Linked DNA regions of Sus scrofa: region 1 is linked to region 2. Evidence: chromatin contacts called from public HiChIP or PLAC-seq data. All regions are on one chromosome and are shown on one strand. Each heading gives the region's core, a stretch centred on a gene start, on an enhancer-like site or on the middle of the called end of the contact. The rest is flanking DNA. Distances are from core to core; before and after follow the strand shown. Region 1 overlaps GAB3 (GRB2-associated-binding protein 3). Region 2 overlaps IKBKG (inhibitor of nuclear factor kappa B kinase subunit gamma).

Evidence for each region. HiChIP or PLAC-seq counts read pairs in DNA pulled down with a chosen protein or histone mark.
Region 1: an H3K27ac HiChIP or PLAC-seq map of alveolar macrophages shows a contact between it and region 2. The contact joins two enhancer-like sites. A contact is called at or near these places in 1 of 5 promoter capture datasets (fetal skeletal muscle) and 1 of 2 datasets of contacts at active chromatin or transcription factors (alveolar macrophages).

What each region holds. Positions count from the first base shown.
Region 1 is chrX:125,161,427-125,166,641 of Sscrofa11.1, reverse strand. It overlaps GAB3 (GRB2-associated-binding protein 3), which reads left to right. Exons shown (of 11, transcript XR_002340617.1): 9 at 4,357-4,473. Among named protein-coding and RNA genes, the nearest start is that of GAB3, 45 kb to the left of the region's middle. Within about 2 kb of position 1,526, at least 12 of the 83 cell types and tissues checked have an H3K27ac peak or open chromatin away from gene starts, as enhancers often do. A contact at or near this core is called in alveolar macrophages, where this site is marked.
Region 2 is chrX:125,052,251-125,057,031 of Sscrofa11.1, reverse strand. It overlaps IKBKG (inhibitor of nuclear factor kappa B kinase subunit gamma), which reads right to left. Exons shown (of 9, transcript NM_001113053.1): 6 at 4,132-4,275; 7 at 3,771-3,913; 8 at 3,597-3,658; 9 at 3,266-3,408. The coding sequence ends at 3,266. Among named protein-coding and RNA genes, the nearest start is that of IKBKG, 9.8 kb to the right of the region's middle. Within about 2 kb of position 1,826, at least 14 of the 83 cell types and tissues checked have an H3K27ac peak or open chromatin away from gene starts, as enhancers often do. A contact at or near this core is called in alveolar macrophages, where this site is marked.

The DNA of each region.
Region 1 (5,215 bases), core at 277-2,776, 110 kb before region 2:
CCACATCCAAAATAACCTTCAAATGGTAGAGAGAATATTTCTAAAATCCAAAACGCAACTGCCAAGAAAGGAAAGGGGGTCTCACCTGCCAAAAATATTGAGAAATTACAAATCCCGAGAATCAGTAGGAATCACAAACAATAAAATCAAACATAGAAGTAAGCCATTATTGGAAATATGGATTTTAAATATAAACTCATTATGTCTTATATATTTAAAAAACAAGATGAGGAGTTGAAAATTGCACTGAGTAACAAGATACTATTTAGACATTAGAAAGGGCCATTTAGAACTTCCGACATAAAAATAGGGATGAAAGTAGAAACTCAGCAGGTGCATTAAACATACTAAAGCCAAAGAGTGAAGAAGTTATTGACAAGTCAGGACCAGGAGATAAACACATAAAGCCTCGATGTCCGAGGCAGAATGGAGACGGCGGGTATGTGGTCTTCGTAGCGTATTTTCTTCAGTTTGACTGATGATCAGAATTTTTTGTAATAACAAGTTGAAGAAATACACCCCACAGAAGGAAAATGAACAAAGGTGAGAACAGAAGTTAACCAAATAAACAAAATTAGGAGTTCCCATTGTGGCTCAGCAGGTTACAAACCCGACTAGTATCCATGAGGACACAGGTTTGACCCCTGGCCTCGCTCCGTGGGTGAAGGATCCGGCGCTGCCGTGAGCTGGGGTATAGGTCGCACAGGTGGCTCGTACCCTGCGTTGCTTTGGCTGTGGTGGAGGCCGGCGGCTACAGGTCTGATTGGACCCCTAGCCTGGGAACTTCCGTGTGCGGCAGGTGCGGTACTAAAAAGAAAAATAGAAACTAAAGATGAACACCGACCTAATCTACTCTTTGAAAAGACTAAAATTGAACATCACCCATCAAGAAAAAGCAGTGGCTACAAATAAACAATGTCACAAACATAGAAGAGGTAATATTTGCACACATATCCGAGATAAATGCCGCAAGCGGATATTATGAACAAGGTCATGCTAGTGAATTTGAAAACCTGAGTGAAAACAGGCAGATGCTCAGAAAAAATTATCCAAAACTGAACCAAGTAGAAATAGAAAACCAGAATGACTATATCATTAGAGAAACTGAATACGTAGGGAAATTTTTACAGCAAAGGATCACGAGGCCCTAAAAACTTTACAGACTTGCTACCAAAAGGAAGAGATTATTTTGCAACCTTACATGAATACTTGCAGGGAATGGAAAAAAGAGGAACTATTACCCAGCTTCTTGTATAAAGCAAAAATAACCTGATACCAAAACAGATAGCGTTCATATGAGGAGAAAACCATATCCCCATCTTATTCGTGCAGGTTAAGAAATCCTAAACAGAAGAAGTGCAACCGAATCGTGCACAGGCACGTTCATTAGCCCCCGAGGGAAAGCGGCGGAAACGCTCGCCGGCTGATGAGGGCGCAGAAAGGAAACGAGAGATCCAGGGGGCGGCGGGGACGGACCCGGAACACAGTGCTGAGGGACAGAAGCCGGTCGCAACCGCCCTCTCCCCGCTTCCCCGCTTCCCCTTCCGGGGCCGACTGCAAGCCTAGACTGGGCAGCCGTGGCCGCGGGGACCCGCCACCCCGTCCGAGGGCTGGGTTGACTGGCTAGAGCGGCGCCGGGCCTCAGGGAAACACAGCTCACGGGCTCCTGGGCTTCTCATAAGAGGATGTAACTGAAAGGCCACATGCATCTTTCTTCTAAATCGCAAGGTCCCCACCCCCTACCGAATGTTTACTTTTTTTTTTCTTTTCTTTTTACGGCCACACCCGCAGCATACGGAGGTTCCCAGGCTAGGGGTCGAATCAGAGCTACAGCTGCCGGCCTACGCGGGATCCAAGCTGTGTCTGCGACCTACACCACAGCTCACCGAATCGCCAGATCTTTCACCCACCGAGCGAGGCCAGGGATCAAACCTGCATCCTCATGGATGCTAGTCAGGTTTGCTAACCGCTGAGCCATGATGGGAACTCCCATCGAAAGTTTACATTTTGTTGTTGTTGTTGTCTTAGGGCCGCACCCACAGCATCTGGAGGTTCCCAGGCTAGGGGTCGAATCGGAGCTGCAGCCACCGGCCTACACCACAGCCACAGTAATGCCAGACCTGGGCCGTGTCTGCGACCTACACCACGGCTCACGGCAATGCCAGATCCTTCACCCACGGAGCGAGGCCAGGGATCGAACCTGCATCCTCATGGATGCTGGCGAGATTCATTTCTGCTAAGCTGAGATAGGAACTCCTGGAATGTTTACATTTGTATGAAATGTCTAGAATAACACATCTCTACAGACAGGAATTAGACTACTGGTGGTTGCCTAGAGCTTGGGGAATTGTAAGGTGTGGGTTTATCTCAACAAGGCTGTTTACAAAAGGAATTCCAAAGATGTTAGCAAACCAAGGTCAGTATTTTATAAAGCTGAAAATATGTATGCACAAACAAGTTGGATTTATTCCAGGTATGCAAAGTGGGTTTACCATTTGAGAATCTGTTCCTGAACCTCTCAGTAAATAAGGCAGATCGACCACAGGCTTCTGTTTTCCCTGCAGCCCAAAACATCCTCTAAAATCGTAGTAAAAGGATTTGTTAAAGGCATAAAGCCACCAAAACGTGAGGAATCGAAGAAGACAACAGCAGTGACGTGTTGGAAACTGGAAAGCAGAGGCATTTGTAATAAATGACTTATCAGGCCCAGGAAAGTTAAACAAATGTTGATCTTAGTAGCATAAGAAGAATTCCTTAAGCAAAATATAAGAACAAGCTACTTGGGAAAATACTGATACATGACGTTAAAAGTGAGAATTATTCATTTAGAAAAATACCATAGTAGTTCCTGCAGTGGCACAGCAGGTTAAGGATGTGGTATTGTCTCTGCGGCAACTTGGGTCACTGATGAGGCACAGGTTTGATCCCCAGCCCAGAACAATGGATGAAGGATCTGGCATCAGGTTCAATTCCTGGTCTAGAAACTGCCATATGCCATGGCTGCGGCCAAAAAGGGGGAAAAAAAAAACATAAAAAGAAAGAGCAATACAGACTCTGCTGGGTTATTAGCCTGGGTGTACAAGGAGCACTTCAGTATTAAAATGAGCAAAATGCAAACAAACCTGAACAGATAGTTTACAGAAGAGAAAACAGAAATGATGCTTAGATATCTGGAAGGATGGCCAATTAATTAAATTACCAAGGGCATGGCCAATCAAACAGCAGTAAGATGGCGCTTCCCCGTGTCAGGCCCGCGACAGTGAAATTGAAGGTGCACGTCCCAGGGATGCAGTAGAGATTCCCTCCTGGTGCATGACTGCCTGCAGCAGCACTGCTTCTAATAGCCTCCAAATTGAAGCAACTCAAATATTCACTGTCGGTGGCACAGTTAAATGATGCAATGGTCACATCTATTTTTATGGAGAATGAATGAAATCAGGTTGGTGCGTGGACACGAATGAATGTGAAGTATGTAATATGGAGCAAAAATCAAGGCCACCAGGGAGTTCCCATTGTGGCTCAGCAGTTAACGAATCCGACTAGGATCCATGAGGTTGCGGGTTCGGTCCCTGCCCTTGCTCAGTGGGTTAAGGATCCGGCGTTGCCATGAGCTGTGGGATAGGTCGCAGACGCAGCTCAGATCCCGAGTTACTGTGGCTGTGGTGTAGGCCAGCAGCTGTTGCTCTGATTCGATCCCTAGCCCAGGAACCTTCATATGCTGAGGGTGCAGCCCCCCCAAAAAACTGAGGTCACCAAAAAATGCATACAATGTGGTTCTATTGGTAAAAGTTCCAATCAGGCCATACTAAACTATTGGTCACCTAAGGCTGCTCACACACTCATAAAACTATTTAAAAAGACTCGTGATAAAGGCACGGTTCAGCTGGCTGCTCAGCCGCTTGAGGGGGAGAGGCAGGCATGCCTCGTAAGGTTCCACTTCTGACGCTGGACGGTGCAGCCATGGGTGGCTGTTGCCCATGTGTTATTGCTGTTTTATTGTATAAAGTATCTTTAAATGCAATTGGAATGCCTGTACTAGAGCTTTCATAAGTGATTGATTGTTTCAGGATTTAATTTCCAAGGTTCCAAGGGCCTATCAGATCCCTGAAACACATTCTTCTTGGGGGAGACGTCGGCCAATTTCCATGGTCAATAAAATACAGCATCGCGTGAAGGCCAGATTGGCTCGCTTGTCTTTCTGAGCCCTTCAGACACACAGGCTGATCGGCTCAGGACTCGCCAGCTCGCTGTTCCCATCTGACAGCAGCTGCTCAAACGGGCATTCGACTCACCGCCAGGCTGCGCCGGGTGGCCCGGCCCAAAGCTAAGCCGCTCCCTGTGCTGTTGCTTTTCCAGGGGGAGAACAGAGCAGCCAGCTCCCCGGGCAGTGGCGTTCTGACGTGGGCAAAGAACTTCAGCCTGGATTATTTAGCCCTGGACTTCAACTCCGCGTCGCCGGCCCCGGCACAGCAGGTACCTTTCGTGTCTGAGAATTCCCGGGAGACGCTGTTTCCGTTTAGGTTTGGTTTTAATGCTTCAACCCTGCGTGCTCTTTTTGAAAGGTCTTAAGCATACAGAGTGTACACTGAAGAATCTTAAAATCAGCCCTAATTCTGCCTCCCGGAAACCCTGCTGAGTTAATCCGTGTAAGGGACTCTAGGAATTGGTCGCTCACTGCACAGTGTGAGCCGTGGAATGCATGCGTGGTCATGAGTGGATGGCCCGCGAGGACCACAGACGAAACAGAGCCTCACGGGAGTTCTCTTGCGGTGCATGCAGGTCATTAAGGATCCAGCACCGTCACTTCAGCAGCTTGGGTCGCTGTTGTGGCGCAGGTTCGCTCCCTGGTCCGGGAACTTCCGCCTGCCATGGGTACGGCAAAAAGAAACAAATTAACCTGTGCCCAACAGTGTATTGTTTGATGAGAAAACAACCTGCTGAACAGGATATACAGTGTGATTCCATTTGGGGTGTGGAGAGAAAGAAAGTCTGGAAGACTTCCCTTGCCTTCGGCTGAATGCATTCCCACTTGCCCTTTACCTTTCATTTCATTCCAAAGCCGTAAAATGATCCTCCAGAGAAGCTGGTCAGAAGGACGAGACAGATGGTACAAAAGGCGCATCAGTCGGTTTGGGCAGGTCTGCAGTGAAGACAGCCCCACATCTCAGTGGCCTTTCCAGTTGTTGCTCCGGGGACAGTCCATCGCAGGCCAGGG
Region 2 (4,781 bases), core at 577-3,076:
CTGCTCTCGGTAGCTACTCGACTGGAAGGCAGAACCTGGATGTTCCCATTTCATGGATGAGGAGCCTGAGGCCAAGCACACACAAAGACGGGTTGAAATGTGTCCCTCTCGAAAGAGACCCCTGGGAGTCCTGACCTGAGGGCACCGCTGTGCTGGGAGACGGGCCTTGGCAGAGGTGAGCCCAGGGCGGGCCCTCAGCCACGTGACCGCAGTCCTTAGGACGAGGCGGGTGTGGAGACGCAGGTGCACACGGAGCAGAGACATGTGAAGAGGCAGAGAGAAGGTGGCGCCTACGAGCCCAGGACAGAGGCTGGAACACACCTTGACCTTGGACTCCGGCTCCAGGACTGGGAGGCATAGGTCTGTGCTGCCGACCCCGCCCAGCCTGTGCAGCCCCAGCAAACACAGTGCAGAGGGGCAGGGTGGGGCCTCGCGCTGCCTGCCGCCCGCCACCTGCCGGCCATCCTCCCAGCTGCACCCACACGGGCCACCACGGTCTCCAGGGCTCCAAGTCCTGCATACGAAGCCCAGGCATCTGGAAAATACCTCAACACACAAGGAAAACAATCACTCCCACGCACATGGATGCAGCTCTTACGTCTTTATTGGGGCCAGACTTTATACAGGACTTTGTCTATTCGGCCAGAGTGTGCCCCGGGCGACAGGGTGTCCACAGCGCTGGCTGCAGAGGCCCGTGTTGTCCAGAAGTGCAGCCTCTGATCTCACCGTGGTCTTTGGTGGCGACAGATGACAGAGCCGTGAGCCTCTAAAATGCCGAAGTCTCTGTGGGTACCCACTGTCCCTAAGTGCTTGTTCCGTCCCACAGAAGGGGCGACATCCCAGGCCTGTCCCTGCCCCTTGCCAGGAAGGCACCAGAAGTCTTCACTGGTTGCTATGTTGACGTCCCATTTCGTCTGGGTTCCTTTCTTACTGGCTGGCTCGCTGTGGAGCAGCGGGGAGCGACACCGGGGCTGTGCGTCCAGCCGTCTCTCTCCCTCCCACACCCAGGACGGTGACGAGCAAGGGGCCACAGCTAATAAGGTGGGCAAGCGGCTTCCCTCATGGCAAGAATCCGGCCACTTGTTCCGGAAGCCCAACCTAAGGAAAGCCAGAGAGACAGTGGAATCACTCATTTCCGGGCCACCGGCCTGCTTTCAGACCCTGGGTCTCTAACGGACGCTCGGCCCGACACGGAGAAGGTGGCAGCGAGCAAGGGCGCCCAGCCTCCGGGAATAGAAGGTCCGAAAGAGCAGTGGCCCCCCAGGGCCCAGGCGGGGGCGATGGGAGGCTCCCGGCCGCTGCTGGGCAGCCTCTGGGGGCGCCACCGCCAGAGCCCCGGCGGGTTGGGGGGGGGGCCCGCGTCCTGCCTCCTCCTTGAGCCCCTCTCAGCAGCACAGTCCCAGCACCCAGGGTGCAGGCGGCCCAGCAGCTCCACGCCCATCACCCCGGCAGTGGCATCCAGCTGCAGAGCAGAGGTCCTGAGGATCGCTCGCCCCCCAGCGCCCCCCCCTCCTTCCACCCCGCTTGGGTCTTCCTCCCACACCTGCAGCTGACAAGCAAGTCCCCAGGCCAGGCTCTGCTTTCAGAACAGGCCGCTGGCTGGGCCGGCTTCCAGCAGGAGACCCAGACCCCGACCCTAGGGAGCAGGGGGCCCTGGACAAAAGCCGGGGCTGGGCCCGTGACCTCCACTCCCCAGCAGGCCAGCCCTCGGCAGCAGCGGGGGGGACATCCTTCCTGACAACTGCAAGGCCAACGCCCATGGCTTTGACAGCCTCGGAAAGAGCCAGAATCTTGCAGAACAACACGCAAGAGGCCTGCGCTGTTGGCAGTCTGCCAAAGATTACCAAGTGGCTGCCACTGGCAAGGCCAGGCCATGCAGGGCTGGTGCAAGAACAGCATGAGAGACTTTTGGAAGGTGATGAAACACGCCCCCCTGCGCTGGTTGTGTGGCAGTGCTCTGGGGAGGACAAGGCACACACTGCAGTGCTGGGAAAACGTCTGAGCAAACCCAAAGCCGTGACGGAACAGTGGAGAAATGTGACTACACGAAGAGAACCAGCTCGAGTCCAAACACACCAGCACCAAGTTGGTGGGAAAAGATAACTGCAATTCCTCTCACTCCATCCCACTAACGAGTCAAGAGCCTCTAGTAGAAGTCAAGGAACAAAAGACCAACAGTCCAGCAGCAAACAGGGCAAAATGATGGAAAAAAGCCATTTATACTAGAACGACTGAAAAGGACCCTTCGAGCTCTGGAAAGATGCTCAAGCTTTCTTTTTGCCTCACCCGCGTCATACGAAAGTGCCTGAGCCAGGAATCAAACCAGCGTCACGACAGTGACGACTCCATATCCTTAACTGCGAGGCCACTGGAGAACTCCTTCAAGCTTCAAACTCTCTTTTCTTTATTTTTCTTTCTAGGGCCACACCTGCGGCATATGGAGGTTCCCAGGCTAGAGGTCGAATCGGAGCCGCAGCCGCCAGCCCACACCACAGCCATGGCAACACCGGATCCTTAACCCACTGAGCGAGGCCAGGGATCGAACCCGAATTTTCACAGGGACTACATCGGGTTCTTAACCTGCTGAGCCACAAGGGGAACTCCTATGCTCACTCTTACGAGAGAAGAGCACGTCTGGCAGATGGCACAAGCCCACGGGCTGGACCCCCCTGACGTGGGGCAAGGCTACGGGGCACGAAACCACTCCTGGGGGAAGGACCCCGGCACGACTAGCCCCTCTGCAGAAGCTCAGGGGTGCTGCTTCTAAGAAGCCAACTCAGAGGTACACACGATTGATGGCCAGGGCTTTGCAGTGCAGAGTCATTTATGACCATAAAACGATGATCGGTAACAAACCCAGTGTCCATGGGCAGCGGACAGGTTCGATCCAACTCGGCGCAGCCGCCACCAGGCCACCACTCAGCCCACGCCCGCGGCGCTGCCCTGTGCCAGGCGGCTGGCAGGAGGGGTCCCGCCCGTCTGGGCCGGGGAAGCAGCTCCTTCCGAGAGCCCGGCCTTCACTCCTGACTTCGCTGGTGCAGGCAGAGGATGAGCGAGCTCCAGAGACAAGCGGTTCAAGCAGACAGAACAAACAGAAAGAGCAGAGCGTCAGGCCTGGCTGGGCTCCGTGCGCCCAGAAAGAGGTCGACCAGCAGGCGGGGCGGAGGCGTGAGGCCCGCAGCTGGCTCCGGGGCCCAGAGAAGGGGCCACCCTCAGTCTCGGAGCAGGAGAGCGCAGCGTCCTGGGCTGGCCGGCGGCGGGCGGCCTACTCGATACACTCCATGACATGGATCTGCAGGGTGTCCATGTCGGGAGCCTGGTACTGGCACTTGGGGCAACAGAAGTTGGGGGGCTCCTCGGGGGGGCTTCTCCTCTGGCTGGGCAGGGCCGGGTGAAAGGAGTGATGAGCTGCGGAGAAAGAGCGGGCACCGTGGGGGCGGGCTCCGCGGGCGTCCCCACGCGCAAACTGCAGGGGGCAGAGGACAGGGACTCCATGGGACCCTGGGATCCAATGAGCGGGATCAGCAGCCCTGAGGGGGAGGGGTGGCGGGTGCAGCTGCCCCCCGAGCCCCCCCCCGGCCCCCGGGCTCACTCACCTGGGGCGGGGGGCAAGGTGGGCTGGGAGACCTCGACGTGCCGCTTCCTCATGTCTTCGATCCTTGGAGAAGAGAAACCGTCCGATCAGCAGGGACGAGCCAGTCTCCCCCGCGGGGAAGCCGACGGGGCGGGAGGGCGGCGGGGAGGGGGAGGCCCGGCCCCAGCGCCCCCACCTGGCCGATTCCTGGCAGCTGGTCTTCAGCCGGCTGTACTCCCTCTGCAGCTGCTCCAGCTGCTCCTGCAGGAGCTCCTTCCTCTCAGCCAGCTGCTCCCGGGCCTGCCGCTCGGCCTGGAAGTCCGCCTTGTAGATGTCGGCCTGGCAGAGCCAAGACAGGGGCAGCGCCCGCCGGCCGTCGGCCTCTTGCCAGACGCGGCTGCCGGGGCACCGGCAGAACCCGCTCCTGCCCCCCCAGAGCCCGTGGCGCGAAGCCGGTCACCCCGAGGGCCCGGAGGGGTCCAGGAACACCGCGAGGGCCTCGAAGTCACAGCGCGCCCAGGCCAGGCCCCCAGGCAGGCCCCCCAGGCCAGGCTCACCTGGGCTTTGAGCACCGGAACCGTCTCCATCACAATCTTGTGCTGCTCGGCCTCCTCCTTCAGCTTGTCGATCACTTCCTGTTTGGCCACCAGGGCCTCCTCGGCCTGCTGCAGCTGCTGCTTGAGGTCTTCCAGCTGCAATCCCTAGAGACGGGCGAGGGGCTAGCAGCCCGAGCTGGCCCAGGCCGGCTGCCACGCCAGGCAAGAACCAAGAGGAACCAAGACCGGCCCGGCTGCCAGGCCGCGCCCGGGGCATCGCTGTGCGCGCAGCCCCGGAAAGCGGAGGCGAGGCCGGAGCGCTGCCTCGCCCTTCCCGGCGGACAGCCCTCCTCCGGCCCTTCGAGGGGCGAGGGGCGAGGGGCGAGGGGCACGGGCCACCGTCTGTCCTGAGCGGGTCCCATGCACTAATGCGCCACCACATGCCAGCTCAGCTGAGGCCCATGGGTCCTTCCACTCTGCCACCTGGTCAGAGGTCTGCTGTCCCTCACATGACCCATGACCCCCCCTACACACACACACACACACACACACACACACACACACACGACCCCCCCCCACGCACACACGCACACACAGACCACTCACAGACCATCCAGCCCTCCCTCCCTCTGCAGACCAAAGGGTCACGGTTTTGTAACTGACTCTTTCTC